Regions from separate parts of the Gossypium hirsutum genome. Here all the other regions are linked to region 3. Evidence: chromatin contacts called from public Hi-C data. All regions are on one chromosome and are shown on one strand. Each heading gives the region's core, a stretch centred on a gene start, on an enhancer-like site or on the middle of the called end of the contact. The rest is flanking DNA. Distances are from core to core; before and after follow the strand shown.

Region 1 (3,006 bases), core at 328-2,827, 190 kb after region 3:
CTTGGTCATCTTATTTTGAGGTTGGTGTTAAAGTTAACCTTAAGAAGATAGAAGCTATCCTGGAGTGGAAAGAACCTAAGAATGTTATCGAGGTTAATAGTTTCTTGGGTTTTAGCTGGATTTTATTGTCACTTTGTTAAGGGTTTTTCCATGATTTCCATTCCGTTGAAGAAATTGTTGTAAAGAGGTAACCATTTGAGTGGAATGAGAAGCATCAGGAGAGTTTCGAGTAATTAAAGGTTATTTTAACAAAGGCTCTTGTTTTGAATCAACCAGAATTAAGGGAAAGACTATTATTTACGATGATGCTTCATATACTGGTTTAGGATGTATAATGATGCAAGAGGGGAAGGTAGTGACATATGCTACAAGGCAATTGAAAAATCATGAGCGAAACTATCTAACTCATGATTTAGAGTTGGTGATGGTAGTATTTGCATTAATGATATGACGACACCATCTGTATTGTAAGAAGTTTTATATATACATTAATTACAAGAGTCCTAAATATCTCTTAACTCAGAATAAGTTGAACTTGAGATAGTGAAGATGGATTGAACTATTAAAGGATTATGATTATATTATTGATTATTATCTGGGCAAGACAAATGGTGGTGTTGATGCTTTGAGTAAGAAGTTATTGGTAGACTTGAGAGCTGTGTTTGCTCGGTTATAGTTGGTGGATGATGGTGGTCTTTTGGCTGAATTGCAAGTTAAGCAAATTAGAAGTTGTTAGCAAATTAGAGATAAACAATTGGTTGATGTGAAGTTGTTAGCAATGAGAAGGTAATTTGAGGAAAATAGAGCTAATGACTGTGATATCGATATAATGATGGTCGTTTGATGTTCTAAAAGAGGATTTATGTGACTAGTGATGAGGAGTTGAAGCATGAGATACTTCAAGAGGCTCCCAGTAGTTTCTATGCCATACATCCTGGAGATAACAAGATGTGCCATAATTTGAAAGGTTTGTATTGGTGGTTCGATATGAAAAGGAAGGTTATTGAGTATGTTGCAAAATATTTGACTTGTCAACAAGTCACAATTGAGCATTAGTTTCTATTGAGTTTACTTTAGTTGACTGCAATACCAAATACGATGATTTTTTTGATTAGGCTGCCTTTGACTTTGAAGAAAAGAGAAACAATTTAACTAATATTAGTGTGAAATATTTTCACATCGCTATGACAATGCGACTACCATGAAATAGCGACAGGTATACCACTATAGTGCTGCTTTTCGAAACCATTCTTTGCACTGCCCAACAAGTCAATCACAAGCATTGAAAGAAGAAGGAATTCAAAGATTCCTAGCTTACAACCCTAGTAACAGTAAACGTAGCCTTACGATTCTATTAAAAGATTATGTAGATGAGTATAAGTTTTGTTTTTAATCTTGGATGAATAGAGTAATTTGAGTGGCGGTGTGGCGTAAAGTTGAGCTGAAAATGGACTTGGGGAGCCATTTTAAGGTCCATGTATGAGGCCCTGAAATAAATGGATTGGGCTAGAATCAGGGGAAGGGCCCATTAAATCACGAATCAGGTGAGAGAGAGAAGAAGCACAGAGGAAGCACAACAAAAGAAAGAGGTGAGAATCTGGAAAGCCAAAAAGATTAGGAGTGACACAGCCAATAACATAAAAGCACACAGATCGATGACGTGGCATGAAAATTCCCAATCCCGCCTAAACCCCCTCAATTCTCATTTCGCGTGCAATTGAATTTCAATTTGCCCAAAACTTAATATCTCCGCTTTCGAGATTCGGCCTCTCAACTCAACCCTCCTCTATTCTCAATACATCTCTATTTCTATCGCACTTTTATTCCCCAATTCCTCTCTCCCTCTCTCATCCGTAACTCTAACCCTAGCCCTCTATCAGGTATTTCCCCATCGATTTTTATCGAATTTCCACTTCTTTCTATCGATTTCATCTGCTTTTTCACTCATCTGCGATTTCATTTGCAGGATTCAAACATGAAAGGAGGTAAATCCAAGTCGGATGCCAAGAGCGCCAAGTAAGCTTTTCTCCTTTCGGCTCTTCAGATCGCGTGTTCTAGGACCTCAGATCGTGATGTGTATTAACGTTTCCTATTATTTGACTTATATTTTTTTTAAATTTTTTGGTTCGTTTGTAGGCTCTCCGTGAATAAGAAATCAATCACGAAAGCTGGAAAGAAATCGGGGAAGGCAGCTAAGGATCCAAACAAGCCAAAGAGGCCTGCTAGCGCCTTCTTCGTTTTCATGTAATCATTCATGAATCTCTCCTGTATTTGTCGGTTTTCTTTAAATTTTTTGGTTTGTTCCGTTTGCTTCGTGGAAAACTCTGGCGTTTATATTCTTCGTAAAAACCACAATCGAAGAGGTGAATTGAACGATTCTTCTTATTGTCAAAGCAAAGTTGATCTTCGAGGATGAGATTACTATTTACATTCATATTTCATCTAATTTGTTAATGTTGATTTCGTGATAAAAGGGAGGAGTTCCGCGAGCAATACAAGAAGGAGCACCCTAAAAACAAGTCCGTTGCTGCTGTAAGTATGACCATTTTCTTTTTTGGATTTTCTTACAGGTTTCTTTCCTTTTTATTTATTTATTTATTTTCTTAATTTCTCTTTTGGATTCAAATTCAGGTTGGCAAAGCTGGTGGAGATAAATGGAAGAGCCTTTCTGAAGCTGTAAGTATTTTTCTATGTTCAGTACTGAAAATAATCTTCAACATACATGCAAATGTGCATCATGATTAATGTAAAATAAATGATTTTAGGAAAAGCGACCTTATGTTGATAAGGCAGAGAAACGAAAGGTCGAGTATGAAAAGAACATGAAAGCCTACAATAAGAGACAGGTGATTTGCTGTTATCTTTTGTTTATACATATTATTTGACGATTTAAAAGTTAATAAACTTTTTGGATTAATTCCAGGCTGAGGGTCCCCAAGAAGATGAGGAGGAATCTGAGAAGTCTGTATCTGAGGTGAATGATGAAGAAGAAGATGATGATGAAGG
Region 2 (3,472 bases), core at 159-2,658, 170 kb after region 3:
TTTTCCCAATAAAAATGAGAAAATTGCAATTCAATCTCTATATTATTCAAATTTTCCAATTTTAGTCCCCAAAAGTGATTTTCATTGCACCAAACCACATTCCAATCAATTTCATGTAAAATAATCCATAATAATTGATATTTTCCATTTTGGGTAATTTTGCACATAAGTCCTCATACTTGTCAAAATTTACAATTTGGTCCTTTTTGTCATATTTTCACTTTTACAACTCTTTTCACATATTTCCATCACCAATATCCAATGCGTTTTATAAAATTTCTTATCTGAGTCATTCCATAAATTTTTCTCATATTTTTTTCGTTATTTGAACTTGAAATTATGCCACATGTCATATCAAAATTTTCGAGGTGTTACAACGATGGTCAAATCGAACCAACCATGAGTTCTATTAATCCAACCGAATCGATTAAAATTCATTAAAAATTTATAAAAATATTAAAAAATTGATTCGACCATCAAGTCAATGATAAATCGACCTAATCTTTTGTTCCAAATTGGTATCCCAACTGATTCTCAAACCAACCGGATGATTCGATTCAGTTCCGAAATTCATAGTGTTATTAGATACTCGATAAGGGGGTATCAATACTTACCCGACAAGTATTAATACATAACCTAAAATGTGCATGAGAAAGACTTAGAAACATTTTTGAAAGGTCTTGGGTCCTTAAAAACATTTGTCTAAGGCATTTTGGAGACTTATTTTTTAGTTTTATAAAACTTAAAAATATTTTAAGTATGATGAAATCATTTTTTATTTTTATTTTTTTGCAAATTTGAAATGTGTATTTTTTAAAGAAAAAAGTTTAATATTAATTTTTAATTAAAATAATTAAAGGTATCAATTATTAGTAGAATAATATGAATCAATTTAAAATAAATCTAAAAGATATTTTGATTATACTAAAAATATGTAAATATTAATTTTAAATTTAAAGAAAGTAGAGGATCATAACTTAAAATAATTTGTACTTGAAATAATCATTAATGCTTAATTTAATAAAATATTAATATTTTATGAAAAAATGTTTAATTAATTTAATTTGATGATTTAAATGAAGGGGTGATAAGAGATGATGCTAGACACGTATCTTGTGTTATTATTTTAGACAGAAGTGAACAGTGTTTAATTTTAGACTGAAAGAGAGATGGATGCAGTGAAGTGTTGTAGTTGTATTACTTCTACTGCTTCTAAACTTCCTTCCAATCACAATCTGCCACGTTGTCTAAACGGACGTTAACGAGCCTAACCTCTCATCCCATCTCTCAAACCGTTAAAAAATGAAATAAGAAAGCAAGACAGAGAGATCCAACGGCTAGGAAGTTAGGGCCGCAACTAACGAAAATAAAAATACCATCCGGTCAACCAAGTGTTACCACCAATTATTAAAAGCCACAATGCAAACGCCATCTTCGGCCCGCGACAGCTTAGAAGATCCACCGGATTACCTGGAATCGCCGGTGACCAACCACATAGCATTAGCAACAAAGAACCAACAGCTACACCAAGTTTTTACCTTTGTTTTCCATTCCCCCGTTTCTCTCTTTTCAACGCCCATTGCCTTCTCTCTCTCTTTCTCTCTCTCTTGGATCAACCCACCCAGAAAAAATTACTAAAAAAAAGGGCAAACGCAAAGGCAAAACACAAAGAACCGTCATATTTACCATTTGTGAGAATTTCTCTTATTTTCTTTACAGTTTTCCCCTATCCTTGGTTGGACCTTTATTGTTTCTTTCTTTTATTGGTGCAATTCTTCTTCATTTCTTCTTCTCCTTCAATGAATATCGTGATACTGTTGTTGGTTTCATCTATTTATTGGTAAATTAATCAAGTTCTGATCTGGGGTTCTTTTTGGAGAGATTCCGTCAATTGCTTCAAGTGATTATAAAAAACCCATAATTTAGATGGGCTGTTGGATAGCTTGATTCGGAGGTAATTGAAGACTTAGTCATCGTATAAAGTTTTGAGTTTTTCTTTTTCTGATACCGTCTGGGTTAGTTTAGTTTGATCTGGAAGTTGACCCCGGTTCTACATATTTTAGAATTTTTACATCTTTACCCAACGAATTGGTTTCCTCAGATTTTTGAATTGTTGCCAAGGAACCCTAATGCACAAAATATAAGATTCCTTTAGGTTGGAATTTCATCGAGGCATTTGATTGCTTTGAGTAATTTTATCTGTCTGGTAATAAACTTAAGATTGGCTCCAAGCTTTGTTTGGAAGATTTCTGACAAGTTGCTTCAGGATTTGGTTGTGTTTTGAGACATTTCTCCAAGAATTTTAGAGAGGGTTGTTGAGATCTTTAATCCATGGTTGAGTAAGGAATATGGCAGCAGATATGGATATTTCAGCTCCATGTCAAATCGTAGAAGATAGTTATAGTAAGGATAATTTATCAGACATGGACAATGAAAATTTGGATAATGTAAAACGAGTCCCCCTTGGTAAACCTCCCCGCCACCTCTCAGTTATGCGCCATTCCATGGGCTCAGCCAAGTTGATTGCCGAGGCTAATCTGGTATGTTTCATCTCTAATCTTGAGCAAGATTTTTAATTGATTTCATTTGATGTGCTGTTGGATCATTAATTCAGAAGTAGCTGAAGATAACATCATATTAGCAATTTCACTCCAATAGTTTAATATGTAGCCGCTAGATTCGATGATCTTTCCTTTCCCATTTTTCACACACTTAATTTTTTCTTCAGGAATTGGATATTGGTATTATAGTCCACAAATCATCTTCTGATGAAAAGAACGAGTTTTTGCCGGTATTGCGATCAGGAAGTTGTGCTGAAATAGGACCCAAACAGTATATGGAGGATGAGCACATCTGCATAGATGATCTTATCGGACATTTGGGGACAACTGCCGAGTTTCCTTCTCCTGGAGCTTTCTATGGGGTATGATCATGTTACAATCTACCATCTATGACCTGACTAATCTTTTAGTGAACCATCTTAGTTATTGTATCAAATAGATAACTTTGTTTAATTTATATAGTATCTGATTTATGCACTTCCTTCCGCTTGTCCATCTCGTATGCTTGCTAGTCAGTGAAAACCTTGTTTCCTCAGTGATGTAGCTTATGCTTATTTTACCTTTGTGTGGTTAGTAGGTAAAAGTACCATGGAGGCCCCTGTAGTAGGAGTCAGATTGCATTTTGCGTCCTCTACTCAAAAAAGGGAAAATTAGTCTACGTACGTTAGATCAAATAGTAAACTGGTCCTTCTATAAAAAATTCCATCTATTTCTACCGTAAAAAAACTGGTTTTTGTACGACAGCATGACGTACACTTGGCACCCCACATTTCATTGTCTAGTTATTCCGTCAGGCATGCCAATTTTTAATGGTACAAATAAATGAAACTTTTAACAAAAAAGGACAAATTTGCGCTTTCATCTAACGTACAAAGACTAATTTGCTCATTTTTCTCAGTAGAGAGGGCAAA
Region 3 (3,355 bases), core at 396-2,895:
GAGAGTAGAGAAAAATCTAGAAGCAAAATAAATGCGAAGAAGACATGAAACTTGCCCTAGAAGTCACTACTAACTTTATAGAAGTCACTACTAACTTTATAAAGTAAGGTTTAGTGGAAAAGTCAAATTATCCCACTAACCCTCCCTCGATAATCGTGACTAAGTACTCCACCATAATTTTAGTCTTATCAACTATAGTAACTTAGTTCCATTCTAACTAGTTCTCATTAGACTAACTAAATCGTCACACCCAAAAATAATAACTAATTTTATCAAATTACGAACTTAACTTAAACGCCTAAACAACTGGGGTGGCGTATACTCCACAGGAGAGTTTACCAAACTACTGAGCTCGCCAAACACAAGATTCGCCAGTTGATGCATTCACAGAGTCTTATACTTAGTTAAAACTAATACCTTACTCATTCAAATTTTACTTCAAATACCATATCTCTATAAATAGTAACAGAATACTAGAACTTCGTTGGGTGGGCAGTTACATATATAGTGATTAAGGACACCTCAACAACCAATTCTTCCTTAATCGTAAATAATCGTGGGAACCACCCAATGATTAACCCTTATCGAATGAATAACCCCAAAAGATGCTTTCACGACTTAATCCATCAGCGGCCTTACAAGCTAGAAGAATCATACTCTAGTTAACGATCTCAACCGCGTGAATCATTTAAATTAGATCACTTAATCCCACGACGTCACCCAACTGCACTACCAATCGAACCTCACCAACTTGTTCTTCGGTAAAGTAATTCGGCACCAAATTAATTGTACCAACTGTGTATTGTTCCCAACACTGTATAAAGGATCCTTCTTGACACAGAGCTAAAAACAATACTATGAGACGATCCTTTCTATCTCTTGACTTGGAGAAAAAACAAATACCTTAACGAGAAGGGTTAAACACGATTTCGGATCTCACAACTCAAATACCAAATTTTGGTTTACCTTTGGTTAGAAATTGATTTAGTTGCTCATAATAAAAAAAATAACAAAGGAAATATAATTGAATAAAGCGAAAAAAAATAAAATAGAAAAAGAAAAGAAAAGAAAAACAGTAGAAAGGCACAACGCCAAATTGAATAAAGCACATAAATATGTCAAGTTGGTACACTATCGATTGTCTAGGTTGATTTAACAATTTTAAGTGGATTCTCTGCCAAAAGCCATTCACTTTGCTCGGTTAAAATCAATTTGCAAGCATACAATGGGAGTTGTATCATGTTTTAGTTGAATTAATTTGATTTTAGAACGTTGGATTATATCACACTCACGTGTGTAAAAGTAAAATCTTTATGTAAAAATATGTTTATAAAAATGTTAATAATAAATGAGCTATAGGTAGAGGGGTAAAGATTTTATATACAAATTTTCGTCAATTCCAGTTTGATTCTTTGACCTCTATTATTTTTTAGTGTTTTAAATTTTTTTAATTTATATAAAAATAAAAAATAAAATATTATAATAATATTTATAATTTTTTAAAAATATTTTAAATTAAATTTATAATTTTTTCGATTAAATATATATATTTATTAAATTAATATTAAAATAACTTGTAACACTGCATGACAGAATTGGAGTATTGGACTACAAATTCTGAACCAGCACACAAACCCTCATGATGTCCCAGAACTGATAAATATCTATATTTCAGAAATATAAGTAAACAACGGGCGCCATTGAAGAAGTTAGGCCTGGCCCAACAACTTCCACCGCAGGGCTTATCAAAGTCAAAATCAACTTCCCTGCTTTCAATTCTCACCAGCTTCCTTTCCTTTGTATTTCTCTCTCTCTCTCTCTCTCTCTCTCTCTCTCTCTTAAATTATGACTATCCTCTCTAATTCTTTGGTTTTACCCACAAGTCTTCCATTCCAATTATCTTCTTCTGGTAATATAATTCCTTTACTTCATCTCTCTTCTTTTTTCCTTCTGATCTTCTTTTTTTCTGTTCATTCGTTCTAATCAACTTTATTTTAAATGGAATATAATTCAACTTCTAAGTTCTAATGCATAATAAATTAATACTCTCCTCTTCTTTCTTGCTTAGGCCGTCGGATTTATTGCACTAGCTGAAAACTTTTAGCTGCATTTAGTTCTACACTAGTCATTTCCATGATTTTTTTTGGGTTCAAGACCCTGCTTAATTTTGATTTCCCTAAACTGTACTTGTTATTTTTTATTTTTTATTCAGTGAAATAAGATAGTAATGCAGAAAAAAATTTTGAAGGAATATGATCCATCATCGCTGTATTTGTGGACTTTGATTAAATTTTCAATATTGAAGCTGTGGGAGGGTAGTAGAATAATTACAATAGGCCTTATTCATTCTTTAAATATGTTAGCATACTTGTAAAATATTTGACTTGGTGTACCCTTAAACCCTGGGGCAATAACCGACTGCAAATGCTATAAGCTAAAGATGAAAGATAACGATTGGATTCGCTAAAGGTAATAGCTTGGTTGGAATTGATTGTTTGACATGACGCTCATGATTGTTTGTTTATTTTAGTTCAGCCGTTCAGATCTTTTACAACAAGAATCTGGGTTTTAGTGTTGATTCAGATTTTTAGATTATATCATCATTATCGTCATCATGTTCATGTCCATTCTTTGAAATCAGAAAATTGGTTGTCTTTGCTCTTTATACAAACGCAAAACTAAACTAATATTAATTCTATTTTCTATTATATGTCTACACCAAAGCTGTATCATTGTTTTGTTCCTTACTTTTTTTTGTGTGTGTGTTTAGGCTCACATTTAAAGACAGCAGGGGGTGCTAGTCCCACAAACTCGTCATTCAATTCTAATGGCTTAGGAAAACTGCATCTTTCTTCCTCTAGAAGGCCAGTAGTAACAGTTCAAGCTTCCTACAGGTATCATCACTGATCACGTTCGGAGCACAAGAATGCATAATAGTACGTACAAGTAGTCCTGTAACTGGCACCTACTAATGAAAGCATTATCAACTAAATACTTAAGTTCTATGTTGGTCTAACTTTTTATTTTTCTTCAAGTGTATGTTTCAGACACATTTGGATTGGATATGGAGAGATGACACTCCAAAGACCATCCAAATACTTAGAAAATTTTGAATATACCCATGTCAAAGACATACATGTAACAGACGTTCATATCTAAGTCTTGAGTAACATACCTTAAGTTTGTTATGTTGTTTTTGGATGTTCTGTTGTGGACATTAATATTATAGAAATACTCAGTGGGAGTCTCTCTTCTTGTGTCCTTAGTGATGGTGAAAGACCAAGCAGTGCAAGCATCTTTGTTGGAGGTTTTATTTTGGGAGGACTTGTGGTTGGTGCACTTGGATGTGTATTTG

The links. A called contact is a pair of places that touch in the nucleus more often than the background predicts.
Region 1: a Hi-C map of leaf shows a contact between it and region 3, with 3 times the contacts expected there. The contact joins the promoter of LOC107939996 here to the promoter of LOC107892532 in region 3. A contact is called at or near these places in 7 of 34 Hi-C or Micro-C datasets (callus, hypocotyl, leaf and 1 more).
Region 2: a contact with region 3 is called in a Hi-C map of leaf, with 3 times the contacts expected there. The contact joins the promoter of LOC107939995 here to the promoter of LOC107892532 in region 3. A contact is called at or near these places in 15 of 34 Hi-C or Micro-C datasets (callus, hypocotyl, leaf and 1 more).

The regions. Positions count from the first base shown.
Region 1 is chrA02:33,677,016-33,680,021 of Gossypium_hirsutum_v2.1, reverse strand. It overlaps LOC107939996 (high mobility group B protein 3), which reads left to right and starts at 1,577. Exons shown (of 8, transcript XM_016873406.2): 1 at 1,577-1,880; 2 at 1,967-2,016; 3 at 2,137-2,244; 4 at 2,475-2,532; 5 at 2,632-2,676; 6 at 2,766-2,846; 7 at 2,924-3,006. The coding sequence starts at 1,976.
Region 2 is chrA02:33,694,391-33,697,862 of Gossypium_hirsutum_v2.1, reverse strand. LOC107939995 (probable protein phosphatase 2C 27) reads left to right here and starts at 1,408. Exons shown (of 4, transcript XM_016873405.2): 1 at 1,408-2,540; 2 at 2,729-2,923. The coding sequence starts at 2,349.
Region 3 is chrA02:33,867,644-33,870,998 of Gossypium_hirsutum_v2.1, reverse strand. LOC107892532 reads left to right here and starts at 1,645. Exons shown (of 5, transcript XM_016817605.2): 1 at 1,645-1,909; 2 at 2,771-2,894; 3 at 3,267-3,355. The coding sequence starts at 1,846.